Regions from separate parts of the Rattus norvegicus genome. Here region 2 is linked to region 1. The links are chromatin contacts, called in public Hi-C maps. All regions are on one chromosome and are shown on one strand. The core of a region is the stretch at or near the end of the contact, and the rest is flanking DNA. Distances in the headings are between cores, read along the strand shown. Region 1 holds the start of Arl4a (ADP-ribosylation factor like GTPase 4A). Region 2 overlaps LOC120093247 (60S ribosomal protein L29-like).

Region 1 (2,740 bases), core at 132-2,631:
ACAAACACAATGCCATCTGTGCATCGGGTATATGACTTCCACAGTGGTCTTAATTTCTCTTGACCACCTACATCCCAGAAGTGAAAAGTGACTGTTTTGGAATTGCCCAAGGTTACCTTAATTTTCTCAGTGTTAAATCCTTTGGTAGGTACAGTATTTACAAATTCGTTGAACTGCAGCCTGTATAAAACTGTTGTCTTTCCAGCACAGTCCAAACCCAGAATAACAATGTGAAAGGACTGAAAGGACGGCAGGCTGGATAGGATGGAAGTCTGGTCTGACAGTCCATTCCCCATTTCCAGCTGCAAATGGTGTCCCAAACCGAACGCGTTCTTCTTATCTGCTTACAATTTCTCTTCCTGGGTGATCGATCGAGCTACGCGATTGCTAGGGAGGAAATGAGTAAGTTATTACTGTGAACACATTAAAAAATGGGGTTTCTCTACTTTAGCCAAAAAAATAAGCACAAGCACATGAGGGACTTAATAAAATTTGCTGTGAGTAAACACACCAGATGAGATAGTAAATTGCACTCAATCCAAAACAAACGATGAATAACTGTCACCGAAAGGCTTTGATTTCACTCTAACTGCTGGAACCTGTACTTTTCTCTGTTCTCTATGATCCCCCGAACCTCAAAAGCTCGTTCTAAAGACAACCCAGTCACCACTATCTGGAGCCCATCACCTTATCCACCAAAGTGCCTTTTCTTGGCAGAAAACTCAAAAAGGCAGTCCTATCTGGGAGATCTAACCGGGTCTCACCGAGTCTCCAGGCTCACTTTCCTGGCTCCGTCCCTGACACCAAAGCTCTCACCTCCGCGGCTGGAGTCCGGATTCCAATGGGGGAACATTGGCTGGTGTCTCTCCGCGCGAGGAACGCGCCACAGCTCCTCTCAGCCGAGACCTCCGCGCCGCTCTGGCGGCCACCCCACAGGGAAGCCCTGACTCCGTCTCTGGCCACGCCCACCCTCACGGCCCACCCAGGCCCGGCGATCCCATTGGTCGCCGTGTCAGAGCGGCCATGCCACTCCCGCCCCGGCGCCCTAATTGGCGAGGGTGCCTGCCACTCCCAGGACGGCCGCGCCAGGGCTCGCTCTCGGCCCTCCGGCACCACCTGTTGCCCTAAGTGGGAAACGAGGTATTGCGGAGGGCGAGTCCTGGCCGCAGGTTCGGCCGCCTCGCGCACCTGCAGCACGGGCCACAGTGATAAGGCCCTACACGGTGGGAGTTGCCCACCGCGCCTCAGCTCGCAGTCCGCCGAGGTTCGCTGGGCCTCGCCGGTCCCTCCGGACGCCGAGCCGCTCGGGCACTAGGGCGTCCACCCGCCGGCCTTTTCTCCCGCATGACCCCGCGCCACTCACCTGGCTGACGGTCCTCCGTCGATCCGCCTCCGCGGCTGTCAGCCGCCGGGGAGTCTGTCCCCGGGCAGCGGCGAGGCCTGACGGCGGCCGGGCCGACGCCGCGCGCCAGCCGGGCTAACGGTGCTCTCGCCAGCCTCGCTTACCGGCCGCGGCTCCGCCCCTCACGCCGCGCCTGCCCGAGGGGGTCGCGCGCGCGCGTGCGGCCGCGTCTCCTAGCAACGTCCAAACAAGGTCAAGTTCCAACCCTTTGGGCGCGGGCCGCGGGCGCAGACGGGCGGGGCTTGGGGCCTCTCGGCCGCCGTTTCTCCGTCTTTCTGCGGCCCCAGGCTGGGTGCGGGAGGGCGTCGCCGGTACTGCCCCTCTTCCTGTCACCCCAGGGCGGCCTCTGGGCGGCGGCGGTGATTCAGGGTCCGGGATATTGGAGGACACTGGCCGGGTGGGTCCCTTACGTCACGTCACAAGGCAGCCTGGGGGAAGTCTGCGCGGCCGCCCAACCCCAGCACGTGCCGCCGAGGATGCTAGCCTACCTACCTTTTGTAAGCCAAGCGTTACCTCCTGAGTGAATCTAGCTACGCCCCCACAAGTTGGAACTGGAACCAATGCCCCTATTACGGAGGAAGAAATGCACTCTGAAACGCTAAATATTTCCCGTGGCCCAAGAAAAACTGGTGATGAAGCTACAGCTGGTAACTTAGGACTAGTGATTAAGCACAGAATACCCTCCCTTGGGTTGCCTAATGTAATTGTGTCCCACTATGTTTGGCCATAGAAGGCAAATAGTCGTTTTGTGAATATACCAGTCTTTATAAAACAGAATGAGCCAAATTGATTATGAACCAATTTAAGATGTGGTCAGCACCTTTAAAGATGTTTATTTAAAAAGAAAACCAGAGTGTATTAAAGCTTGGTAGAACTTACAGAAAATTTTTATCTGGAAGGCTATAATAATGGTGGTGTAGAAAAGGTTGGACTTATTTCTGTTGTTTTTGTTTCTTTGTAGTTTTGGTTTCGTTGCTTTGTTTTGTTGTTTTTGGGGGGGTTGTTTACTTATTTGTTTTCTGCTTTTGGTTTTTCAAGACAGGGTTTCTCTATGTAGCTCTGGACCAGTCTGGCCTCAAACTCAGAAATTTGCCTGCCTCTGCCTCCCAACTCCTGGGATTCAAGGCGTGCACCACTATCACCGTCGTTCACCTTATTTCTGTTGTTTTTAATAGGTGATATAAAAATTAAGGAATAACCACAGCGTCTAGCCTTCAGACAGCATCATTAATTTAGGGGAAAAAAGCTAGAAATCTCAAGTGCCATATTCTATAAAGTTATGGAATGTAATCTGAGCTAAAGATTTAACTAAGTATGGGATCTCATTAGCCATTTACA
Region 2 (2,746 bases), core at 129-2,628, 160 kb after region 1:
TTTCTAAATTGTTGACTAGGAATCTTCGCTTAGAGCCAGGCATGGCCACACACACCCTCTAATCCTATACTCAGGAAGCTGGGATGGGGCGATAGCAATTCTAAGTTATATAATCCTTTCTAGGCTAGCCTGGCTGTATAGGAGATCCTATCTCAAGTGATGGCAACTGTGTGCTTTGGATGTTCAGCCGTGTACCAAGTAACATCGTGTTCACCTCGGCCTCGGAAACTACACAACAGTCTTATTTAAACCCTCATAAAAGCATGTTTTCTCAAGTGGTGGGGGAGGAGAGGGAGAGATGGGGGAGGGAGTGAAAGAGGGAGAGAGATAGAAAGAGAGAAAAGGAGGAGGAGGAGGAGGACTTCTTGTCAGAACTTCTTCTTTGAATGTATTATTTAGATTCACTAAACTGAGTGCCCATGGGCTCCCAGTAGGAGAGGAGGAGATTTGGGAAATATTCCTCACAACATTCACCCTTCAATCTACTGAATCAATGATATTCATAATAAGTGAGACAGTAAAAAGAAAAAAAAAGAAAATCTAGATAGTGGTTGTTCACATTTCAAGAAAAAGGCAGGAGTCTCTATGTGATTTTTTTTCTTAAAGATAATTCTCACAATTAGTTAAGAAAAAAAAAACAAGAGTCTTGTTCCAATGTGCTATGAGCAACAATACTGGAAACATTCCCAAACCTGCAGAGAAGCCAAAGTCACTGTGTAGATTTAAAAGCTGTGAAGCCAGAGAGAGCTCAGTAGTTAAGAGCACTTGGTGCTCTTGCAGATGATGTGGGTTCAACCCACATAGGCAGCTCACCGCTGTGAATAACTCCAGTTCCAGTAGGAATAGTGTTATCTTCTGGCCTCTGGGATTCCACACATGCTCACACATATGCAAGCAAACGCTCATACACATTTTTAAAAATCCACATAATGGTACCCCCACAATTTTAATTCCAACGCTGATACAGGATTCTAAATTCAAGTCAGCCAGAACTACATAATGAGACCCTGTCTCAAAAACAAATGAATTGTTCGAGAGAAATGACTCAGCTTGATAGGAAAACATAAGAGCCCGAGTTTAATTTCTAGAGCATCATGTGAAAATGCTGGATGTAACTGCATATGCCTATATAACCCCAGCCTTGAGAAAGCAGAAACAGGTGGATGCCTGTCACTGGCCAACCTACCCTACTACTGAGTACCAAGGAAAGTCAGAGAGCCTATCTCAAAAGTAAAATGACTTGTTCCTGAGGAAGGTCACCTGAAGCTAACCTCTGGCCTTCACACATAGACATACATGTATCTATCCACTTACACATGGACATGCACATACATCTAGGAATAATAAATAAAATATATTTAAAGAAGTTTAAAGTCATCCTTTGCTACATAGAGAATTTAGTAACTGGATAGGACACTGGAGACCCTGTCTTAAAATGATAGAACAACAGAAACAGAGAGAGATCAGACTAGTTATAGCATTTCCCAAGCACACCTAGTGACCTGAGTTCAACCCCAGAATCCACTGTGGAAGGAGAGAACTGACTATCAAAAGTTGTCCTCTGACCTCCACACACATACTGACTGGAACACCCATGTACCTCCACACATCATATACCCCCCCCACACACACACATAAATGTAACTTTTTAGGTCTAACATAAATATAAGTAGCAAAGTAAATGAATTGGTGTGGTTACACTAAAAAATCATTTTAAAAATTTACCATTTTGGCCAGATGTGGTTGTTTAAATCTTCAGTCCAAACACTTGAGAAACAGAGGTAGGTGGATATATGTAAGTTTGAAGCCAGCCTGGTTTACATAGCAACTTCCAGATGGCAAGGGCTACATAGTAAGACCTTAAACCAAGTATGGTGATGCATGCTTGTGATTCCAATATTTGTAAAATGGAGCAGGGAGAATTAAGACTTCAAAGCTAACCTCTATTATATATCAAATTCGAGGCCGGACCCCTTCTCAAAGACAAATTGAAGATACTATCTTTTTAGCCATATGCCTTCATAAAAAGTACTGTTAAAATGTGATGCAGACAGTTTCTTTTCTGTGATACTCATAACTTTATGACAACTCACCTCTACTCAAGAGTCATGTCTTAAATTTAATCCAAAAGAGTACCTCTCAAAAATTGTCTTTTTGCCTATGAACCACAACAATGACTAACGTGGCATGAGAGCTCTATGGGTGCAGTAGTGGTACGTGTGCCATGGCAATAACCAACAGATCTCTAATCGGACTCGCAACCTACTCCATGAGAGGAGTCATGCCTGGTACTAAGAACCTAGTCAACTAGTCAGGACTAATGAAGTTATGAGTCTTGGAGGAGAACCTTCAACCACCACTTAATCAGCATAATCCCTGACTGCACTTTAAACATGTGCCCTTATACCCACAGACAAGTGTAGTCCTCATCCCTTGTCAAGGAAATTTCTCTTTGCAACAGATGGCGACCGTTAGAGAAAACCATAACTAATCGAAATGCAGAGTTGAGGAGCCCAGTCCTAATGGAGAAGGTAGAAAGATCATAAGAACCAGGACATCCTCCCACAGAATACAGGGAACACTGAGCACTCTAAAGGCAGCCCGATACACACAGGATGTAAGGCCACATGGAAAATTAACCTGTAACAATACTGACATCTGGTGGCTACACAGTTATAACCCTAGGCTTCCAATTCACTCAACTACAAAAACTAATTTCATTAAGATAAAAATATACTTCGTTCCT

Evidence for each region. A called contact is a pair of places that touch in the nucleus more often than the background predicts.
Region 2: a Hi-C map of the Rat2 cell line shows a contact between it and region 1, with 4 times the contacts expected there. The contact joins the enhancer-like site here to the promoter of Arl4a in region 1.

What each region holds. Positions count from the first base shown.
Region 1 is chr6:62,809,916-62,812,655 of GRCr8, forward strand. Arl4a (ADP-ribosylation factor like GTPase 4A) reads right to left here and starts at 1,382. Exons shown (of 2, transcript NM_019186.1): 1 at 1,364-1,382; 2 at 1-387. The coding sequence starts at 296. The region is part of intron 1 of LOC120093247 (60S ribosomal protein L29-like); the gene reads left to right.
Region 2 is chr6:62,967,088-62,969,833 of GRCr8, forward strand. The region is part of intron 1 of LOC120093247 (60S ribosomal protein L29-like); the gene reads left to right. Among named protein-coding and RNA genes, the nearest start is that of Lsmem1, 20 kb to the right of the region's middle. Within about 2 kb of position 1,379, at least 2 of the 93 cell types and tissues checked have an H3K27ac peak or open chromatin away from gene starts, as enhancers often do.